3 separate regions of the Arabidopsis thaliana genome follow, and regions 2 and 3 are each linked to region 1. A link is a contact called in public capture Hi-C data. All regions are on one chromosome and are shown on one strand. The core of a region is the stretch at or near the end of the contact, and the rest is flanking DNA. Distances in the headings are between cores, read along the strand shown. Region 1 holds the start of AT1G33930 (P-loop containing nucleoside triphosphate hydrolases superfamily protein). Region 2 holds the start of NRT1.5 (nitrate transporter 1.5). Region 3 holds the start of AT1G31710 (Copper amine oxidase family protein).

Region 1 (2,700 bases), core at 198-2,697:
AAATTATTATTTTATTAGCTTATCGATTTTGGTTAATTTTTACACTGATTAAACACTTGACCAGCAAAATTTATTTATTTATCGTGTATATTAATTTATCTAGTATTAATTTATAGAGGTTTGACTGCAGTTAATCGACAAAGAGCTTTTGCAACCTCATGTCAACATGGTTTCAGGTTTTCCAGAGTTCTTTTGTTTCCCTGTAACGATAAGATTCTAAGTTTCCGAGAGATCAGGAAAGAAATCTAAACTATTGCCGGTAAAGCTATGCTATTTGTAAAACCACTTTTGCTAGGAATATCCATATGGGATATGAGAGATGACATATACTAGCATATAAAAGGATATGAATGAATTCACTTATTATCAATTAGTTTTGTGTTGAAAGCCAATAAAATTTAACACCTATTTGAAATCGACCGGCTCCCAAATTAGTACGGCCAAGCTAACCTAAAATCGACCCTATATTAGAATTCAGACTACAAAAGCCACCATTTTGAAAAGACATCAATTAGTTTTAAAGTATAATTTATCAGAAAATATAATTAAAATCATTAAAGAGACAAAGCTAAGAGAAAATGTGTGAAGTAAGATACTAAATCAACCATAGTTAAGAGGATCAAAAATAACGAAATAGATGTTTTTTTTTTTCATTCTATAGTGTAGTATTTATTATTTGTGTAGGTATAATCACAAGACTCATGTGATCAAGTAAGCAATAAATTCCATTCGATGTTTCAAGTGGTCTCATACCAGGAGTGTCAATCACATTGATTATGGGGCCATCCGGTGTCACAGCTCTAAATGTCTTACATCTTGTGGTAACACCAACAGCTTGATATTTTGACTCGAAAACCTTTCTTCCGATGATGGAATTTCCAGTGGCGCTTTTTCCATTCCCAGTACGGCCTACCAGAACTACGTTTTTGACGGGCTCTGACGCTGAAGGCAACTCCCAACGGTCAACGTTTTTGACGGGCTCTGACGCTGAAGGCAACTCCCAACGGTCAGTTGTGTTCTGATCTTCAGCCATCTGAAAAAGAAAAAACAAATTTTGTATTAGTAAAATATTTTAATTCCCTACAAAATATAGAAGAGTAGAGCTATTTCATATCACAAGTTTTGGTGATGCTTGTAATTGTGTTTAGAAATCGTGAAAATTTTGAGCCTTGGTTGGAGCTAATAATCCATACTTACAGCTAATTATCCTTTTGACATACGGAGACAGTTGAGAAAACTTCCGTTCATTACAAGAGATCAAGTTGAAGATTGTTTAAGAGAGAAGACATACAACTAATGGAAAGATATATTGAAAACTATAAGTAGCACACAACGGAAACTCATATTTTTCTTACCAAACAGATCAAGTTGAGCCCACAAACAGAAGGACAAAACTGAGAATAAATGGACAAGATAATACATGATCTTATATAAGTTTAAATAGGAGATGGCTTGCCAAATAATATGTGCAACAAACGCAAATTGATATTTAGTAGATTTCAGTGGAAACTACATTTATTTTATTTCTTAGCCATTTGAGTTTGTTATGATATTGTAATAGTGTAATTTGCTTGTTATTATATAATATAAGACAACGGAAACGGTAAACGAATAAGAAAGGACAGGACGAGTTTGGTTTCAAGTACATTTGTATTTGAGCTAGCTATCTTTTTTGATTAATCGTGCTAGCTACCTTGTCCTGCGGCTGAAGAAGTAACGCGAGAACCTTTTTTTTGTTTTGTAAAAATTATATTATATCATTTGATTAGTCTAAGTTAAATGTCAACTCTACAACGTCCCTGCAAAACATCAAGGAAAAATTAGTAGAATAAATAAAACCAAAAAACAAATAGTAGAATAGTCTTAAATTAGAGTGAATTTGTGAACTAATACCTTTTCAAGAAATTGTAAACTTAAGTCTTTTAAACTAAAATCCTATTGTTTTATGAATATTATTTAATAATTTAGAGAGATAAAGTTCAAAAATTCATGAGTAAACAAAAACATGTGGATGGTAATGCAAGAATGATTTTATTTTATTTTCCGTTAAGAAATGACACTGAAAACTAATATTAGTATTATACTAATATTTTGTTTTGGGTGATTTTCCGTTACCATATAAGAAACCGACATGTGTCTTTGCCACATATGAAACGATTCAAGAGAGTCATCTGGAATCATCTTCATCATGAATTGGACGGTGTAAGTTCCCATAGAATAGAATCCCGGGAGACAAGAGGATGATGTTTTGAACCGGGCCAGCTATCAACTTAGGCGCAACCTGAGACAAAGCAAGACCAAAAAGGCATTCTGTACCCAACAATTGTGCCAGCCACAAATTTCGCATGTTACTCCACCAAAATATGACGTTCCATCTTGGCGAAGCATGTCAACCATCGATGTTCAGTCCCATCACCACAACCAGTAGCACACGGTTCACAATTATAGCCCTTACACCTATAGGATGACCCGACCCTCTAGTTCGGTACTCTAAATATCAAGAAGTTGAGGAGGAGAGCTTGGTTGCTTGTGGACCAAGAAATGACCAAGTTGTTGGTCTCCAAGACCTAACAAACTCAACACTCTCGACTCTACACCTGAAAATAAAAGGATGTGTGAGACCTCTCGTAGTCCTTTTTGTACGTTCTCTATCTTACTCATTATGATCCCTCTCATGATCCGAGTTACCTCCCAGAGTGT
Region 2 (2,700 bases), core at 78-2,577, 600 kb after region 1:
TGATTGTGAGGCAATATGAATGTATGCATAACATTTATAAGAGATAGATTGTACATAAAATTAGATTTTAATTTGGATTCAATTTTAGCTTTACTGGAAAAAAACTAATCTGAATTACATATTTTAAATTTAGGATAACGAAAATATTTTTTTTTAAAGCTAAAATTAGATCTCAACGATTTTGGTATGTTTTTAAATTAAACTTATCCTTATACATTATCGCAAATATGGTAGTCATTATTGTTCGAATACAATTAATGATCTGCCAAAAAAATCATATTAGTGATGGTTCTCATTTTGAATATTTGCATTAAAATTTTTAAATATTGGTATTTAAACTTTGTTTTACTATTTAAAAATAAATAAATAATTTAATCTAGTATAATGAATATTTCAAAAGCTTGTAACTATTATAATACGTTTAAAAATATATTTTCTTTTATATAATTCAAATTTAGCTTAGTGATATATTTTTAAAATAATGAAAATTACTTGTTTTAAAAAAAAAGTACTTTAAACGTTTATATCATTTAAATTCTAATTAAAATATTAAATATATACTGAAACCATTTTCTAGATAATTACAAATCTAAAATCCAAAAATTTTCTTAATTTATTGATTTAAATCATTTTTTAAAAAAGAAAAATTGAAGATATTTATTTAGTTGGAGTAGTTGTTAATTTACTAAATTACCCATGCAAAAATATTCATTTAGTTAGTTTTAAACTACCCTTACAATGTTGTAGTTCACACAATGCTTCCCAATTAATAGTATACATGTGTGATCACGAGTGTTCAACATAAAATATAATGTAACTTCAGGAATAGAAAGATATTCTTTTTTCTTTTAGAATTTGAAATCTAAATTGGATATAAGAAATTATTCGAACCTTCAATTTTTTCAGTCTATACGTACTTATTTAATTTAATGTGGTACCTCTTTTTTCTAACAACAAATATTTTGGGATTTTCCGTTGTAGTGAAATTTATAGAATCATTAATTAAATCTATTTCTACCAAACGTTTAAGTTTTGCTACGAAAATAAATAAATAAATATCCTCCGACCATCAGCCTCAGCCACATCCCCAAGTTTCGAAAGCACAAGAAGCCTTTCAGCGCCAGAGAAAACAAAATTATTGGGTGGAAAATGCAAATATTGATTTCCTAAATAATTAAAATTGTGCTTTTGAGCTTTTTTTTTCATCGTGCTAAAGTATTTTTTCAGAAACAAAACAATTAAAAATAGATATTGGGCATGTGAGTGTCCCATGTAAAATCAGAACCGTTCAAATCATCTTCCAAACTTCTATTTATTCTCAACATTCTCTTCTCTACAACACCCAAGCTTGAACTTGCTTTCTGCTTCTTCCTTCTTCGTCCTTTGTTTTAATTCTCTCATATCACTTACGAAAAGAAGAAAGAAAAAAAACACCAAAACTAAAGAGAAATTTCGTTATCACTCTCTTGCCAAAACTCACATACATATAATCATATATCATCGCAAAATGTCTTGCCTAGAGATTTATAACAAAGACGTAAGTAATATTTAAGCTTGTCCCTTCAATTGTTTCTTTATTTTCTTTGATATATTAATCAGAGTTTGAAGTAATGGACCTTTGCTTTTCTTCCTTATAAGATTTTGATTATCTGATTAAGGCTCTTGTTTCTTGAATTTCATATGTGACTACAAAAGGAAATATTTTCTTTTTAAGTTACTCATTGTTATAGTAAAAACTTTCTAAGCTTTTGGTGGCTCAAGAAGAGCATGATCAAAAGGACATGCTTAGTGCAATGGAAAGTCACGATCTTTATGTGCAAAAACTTAGCTCAACATCTTTTCTTTTTCTTCAAATTTCTTTTTAATACACCATACTTTTTAATTAATTAGCTCTATTATATCTAATCTTCTTAATTTAAATATATAGATGTAAGTATTTTTCCGTTTAGTGCTGTCATTGAAAGTTGAGAATGATTCCAAATGATCTTGAAAATTGTGTATACGAAACGAGAATTACGTGCCAATACAAAAAGTAAGAGTTAAAAAAAAAAAACGTTTTTAGTTTTTGGTTAAGTTCCGGAAAATACAAAACTATCGAACTCATGAATCTTCTCCATATCAAGAGCACAAAAGGTTGTAGAGACTAGTAGATAATTAGGCATATAAAGCATCTTTCTATATATTTATAGATAAATTGATGTGTGTGTATCAGTTAATTAAATTTAACTAAATGAAAATGCAGACGATGAAGAAGAAAGAAGGAGAAGAAGAAACAAGAGATGGGACAGTGGATTACTATGGTCGTCCCTCTATTCGTTCTAACTCAGGCCAATGGGTTGCTGGCATCGTCATTCTTCGTATGTCTCTCTTCCCTAATCAAAATTACAATTTAACTATATATCAAATTGAAATAAATATATAGTTTTGCTAAGAAATCAACTCTAGAATATAAACCAAAGCGGAGGAAAATATATGATCGACACCTTAAAACATAGAATCTTTTATTTTATTTTATTTTGTTCTTCACGTCCTTTTCTCAAAGATACCACATGCAAACTCATAGCATCTTTGCATAAGGTATATTCAGTGCCGGTCCCTATATAATTCATGGATTCAAATCATTAGTATGGCTTAATACATGATTTGTATATTTCTACACACATGTTTACATTATTTTGTATATAAAATTATGTGTAGCGT
Region 3 (2,700 bases), core at 59-2,558, 970 kb after region 1:
ATAAGAAATCCATAGCAAATCATTACTTTAGCAACCTATAATTGTTAATCATTTTACCTCACAAAGACACAAACCACTGTTACTACTATTCGGCCATTTGCACTGACAAACTTTTAAAATATAATTTCTATATATAGCATGCATAATTGCTGTCTGCAAAATCTGATCTATAATGCGTAAGGAGCCAAAGGAAAAAATGCCATTTGGCTATTTGCCACTGATAAACTTTAAAAATATAATTTCCATATATAGCATGCATAGCATGTTGTCTGCAAAATCTGATCTATAATTCGTATGGAGCCAAAGGAAGAGATATAGCCATAAATATTAGTCATTTTTTGGGTTTGTTAATCATTTACCTCACGATGTGTCCATCGACCTTGAAGCCCGGACCATCCGGCTGCAAAAGGACGGCGTTATGAAGCGTCGGTCCAAAGGGTGGGTTAAGCTTCGAGATACGGTACTCCGTTCCGTTAGCTATGGGCATAGTAACCACTGACCTGTCCTTAAACTCCGATACCTTCATCTCATCAAGATTAACGATTATCGTCATTCCTTCAATAGGTCTAAGATACATATTAACGGTGCCGTCAAGATAAAACGGCATCAATCTAATAACTCGCTCCGCCTCGGCCTTAGTCTCACCGTACCATCCAATCGTTGACGTCGTGAACACGATCTCCGAAACGTTTAAGCCACGTTTCGCGACCGAGTCAATAAACGGCTTGAACTTGACAACAAGCTCGGTGGATGCTTCTTGCTCGTCGTTTGAGAGCATAGGGTAACCATTTCCTACGTGAATTTTGTCCGAGACGATGGCACGAGAGGAAAAGTCAAGGACTATCTCTCTGGTCTTTCCGTTGTCTCGAGCAATGACGAACGCTTGGCGTGGTGGTGGTTTGATGGTATGATTCGGTGATGAGTACCAAGACAAGACTAGAGACTTGTTGGGTTCGTTGAGACCAACGTATTGGAAAGTGAACTTATGATTCGGACCAACGGGGTACGACTTGTTGATGATGGTTCGGACGAGTTTGAGTTCGGTCTCGGTTAAGGGATCAAATGGGTGACGCGGTGGAGTAAAGCTTGAGGATGAGACTACGATAACGAAAGAGAAAAGGATGAGAATGGTGAAGTGAAGTGGAGCCATATTGTTCTTTGTGAGGTATTATTGTTTGCTTTAATGGATTTGGTTTATGTTTAACTTCAAATTTTTATAGGCAAAAAAATGCCTTGATGGTATTAAATTAATATATATTCTTTTTGCACGTGAGAAATAGACGTTTAAGTAGAAATCAAAGAAGCGACCTCTATTAAACCATTCGACGAAAAGAATAATTAGGAAACTAATATTTATATTTCCTTTGTTCTACAAAGATTGATTTTCTTCTATTTTTCTTTATTTTTATTGATTTATATTTGTAAATTGTAAACTTCAAGATACAATTATTAGAAATCATGAACTTTCTTACACAACTACTGGTTGATAATTACTAAAAATATTTAACATGAAAAACAAAGTTAAATTGATTAAACAATGATTGAATTCTTAATATGTGTGAAAACCACAAAACATCAAACTATTAGTATCAGAGGGATATAACGTATGGTGATATAGTTTAATCTGTAATAGTTTGTTATGGAGAAAAGAGCCATATTATATACAGTAATAATTTTCTTTGGACATGTAGACCCATGTTATATACTGTTTTAATTTTCTCTGGACAAGCATAGCTATATGTAATAATTCACTTGGGCCATAATTCACTACACGAACTTACACATATAATATGATATGGTAGTTCTTTGACTTATGTCTTACCCTACCTACCTAACACATAATCTACGAAATCTCAAATGATATCTTCTCTTGCTACCAGTTCGATATTTCCGTGTGTCTAAACGACGTTGCTATACAAATTACTAAACTATAAGTCTTGCTCTATTGATGCAAATATAATAGAAGTGATTTATGTTTGACAAAATGTATGTTGCTTTGGAGTAAAATTTGGGATATTATACATGCACAATGCATCAATACATATGTATTGGTGCGGGTTGCCTTTGAACTTTGGAGTAAATGAAAACATGTATCTGTGTGGGCCGAATCTACTGGGCCGGTATATGGTTCATTTTGTTGACCAGAGCCGAGGAGGTTAAATGTACAGTATAGTGATTCCATATTTTTCCTCTTGTGCAATTCCGGGTTATAATCCCTTTTTGGAGATTTCGGTTTACTCTTGTGTTTGTTCAATGGGATCTGGTTTAAGTTGGAATTGAATAACCGAAAAGAGTAAAAAAAAAAAATCTACCGATCAGCAAAACAACATGCAGTACCGGAAAAAAAAAAAAAAACTATAGTCTAGGCTAGGCAGCAATTCTCTCTTTAATTCTTTCGGTACTTATGGTCTGATATTGTTACAAATAATATTTTTGGCTACTTATATATAGGCTATGAGCTTAACATAGGGTTCATTTTGTCTCCTTTTACATGGTTACTTTTTGCCCTTCTCTTCGGACCGAACCAAGATTGTGGGTCAAACTGTTTTTCCGCTGGACACGAGTGTTGTTAAGTTGGGCCAAATTCCTGTGTAAGTAGCATGTTAACTCAGCCAATCTTTGTTTGGGCCGAATTATGCATAAGGGTCAAAACCTATATCCCACATTGCTCTTGACCTATAATAAATTTTCCATCCATTA

What was found. Capture Hi-C pulls out chosen DNA fragments and counts their contacts.
Region 2: a contact with region 1 is called in a capture Hi-C map of seedling, with 4 times the contacts expected there. A contact is called at or near these places in 1 of 26 Hi-C or Micro-C datasets (root) and 2 of 3 other capture datasets (root and seedling).
Region 3: a capture Hi-C map of seedling shows a contact between it and region 1, with 2.3 times the contacts expected there.

What each region holds. Positions count from the first base shown.
Region 1 is chr1:12,322,221-12,324,920 of TAIR10.1, reverse strand. It overlaps AT1G33930 (P-loop containing nucleoside triphosphate hydrolases superfamily protein), which reads right to left and starts at 1,447. Exons shown (of 6, transcript NM_001333072.1): 1 at 1,356-1,447; 2 at 754-1,033. The coding sequence starts at 1,033.
Region 2 is chr1:11,718,615-11,721,314 of TAIR10.1, reverse strand. NRT1.5 (nitrate transporter 1.5) reads left to right here and starts at 1,327. Exons shown (of 6, transcript NM_102980.4): 1 at 1,327-1,537; 2 at 2,243-2,357. The coding sequence starts at 1,508.
Region 3 is chr1:11,348,305-11,351,004 of TAIR10.1, reverse strand. It overlaps AT1G31710 (Copper amine oxidase family protein), which reads right to left and starts at 1,308. Exons shown (of 5, transcript NM_102906.4): 1 at 360-1,308. The coding sequence starts at 1,150.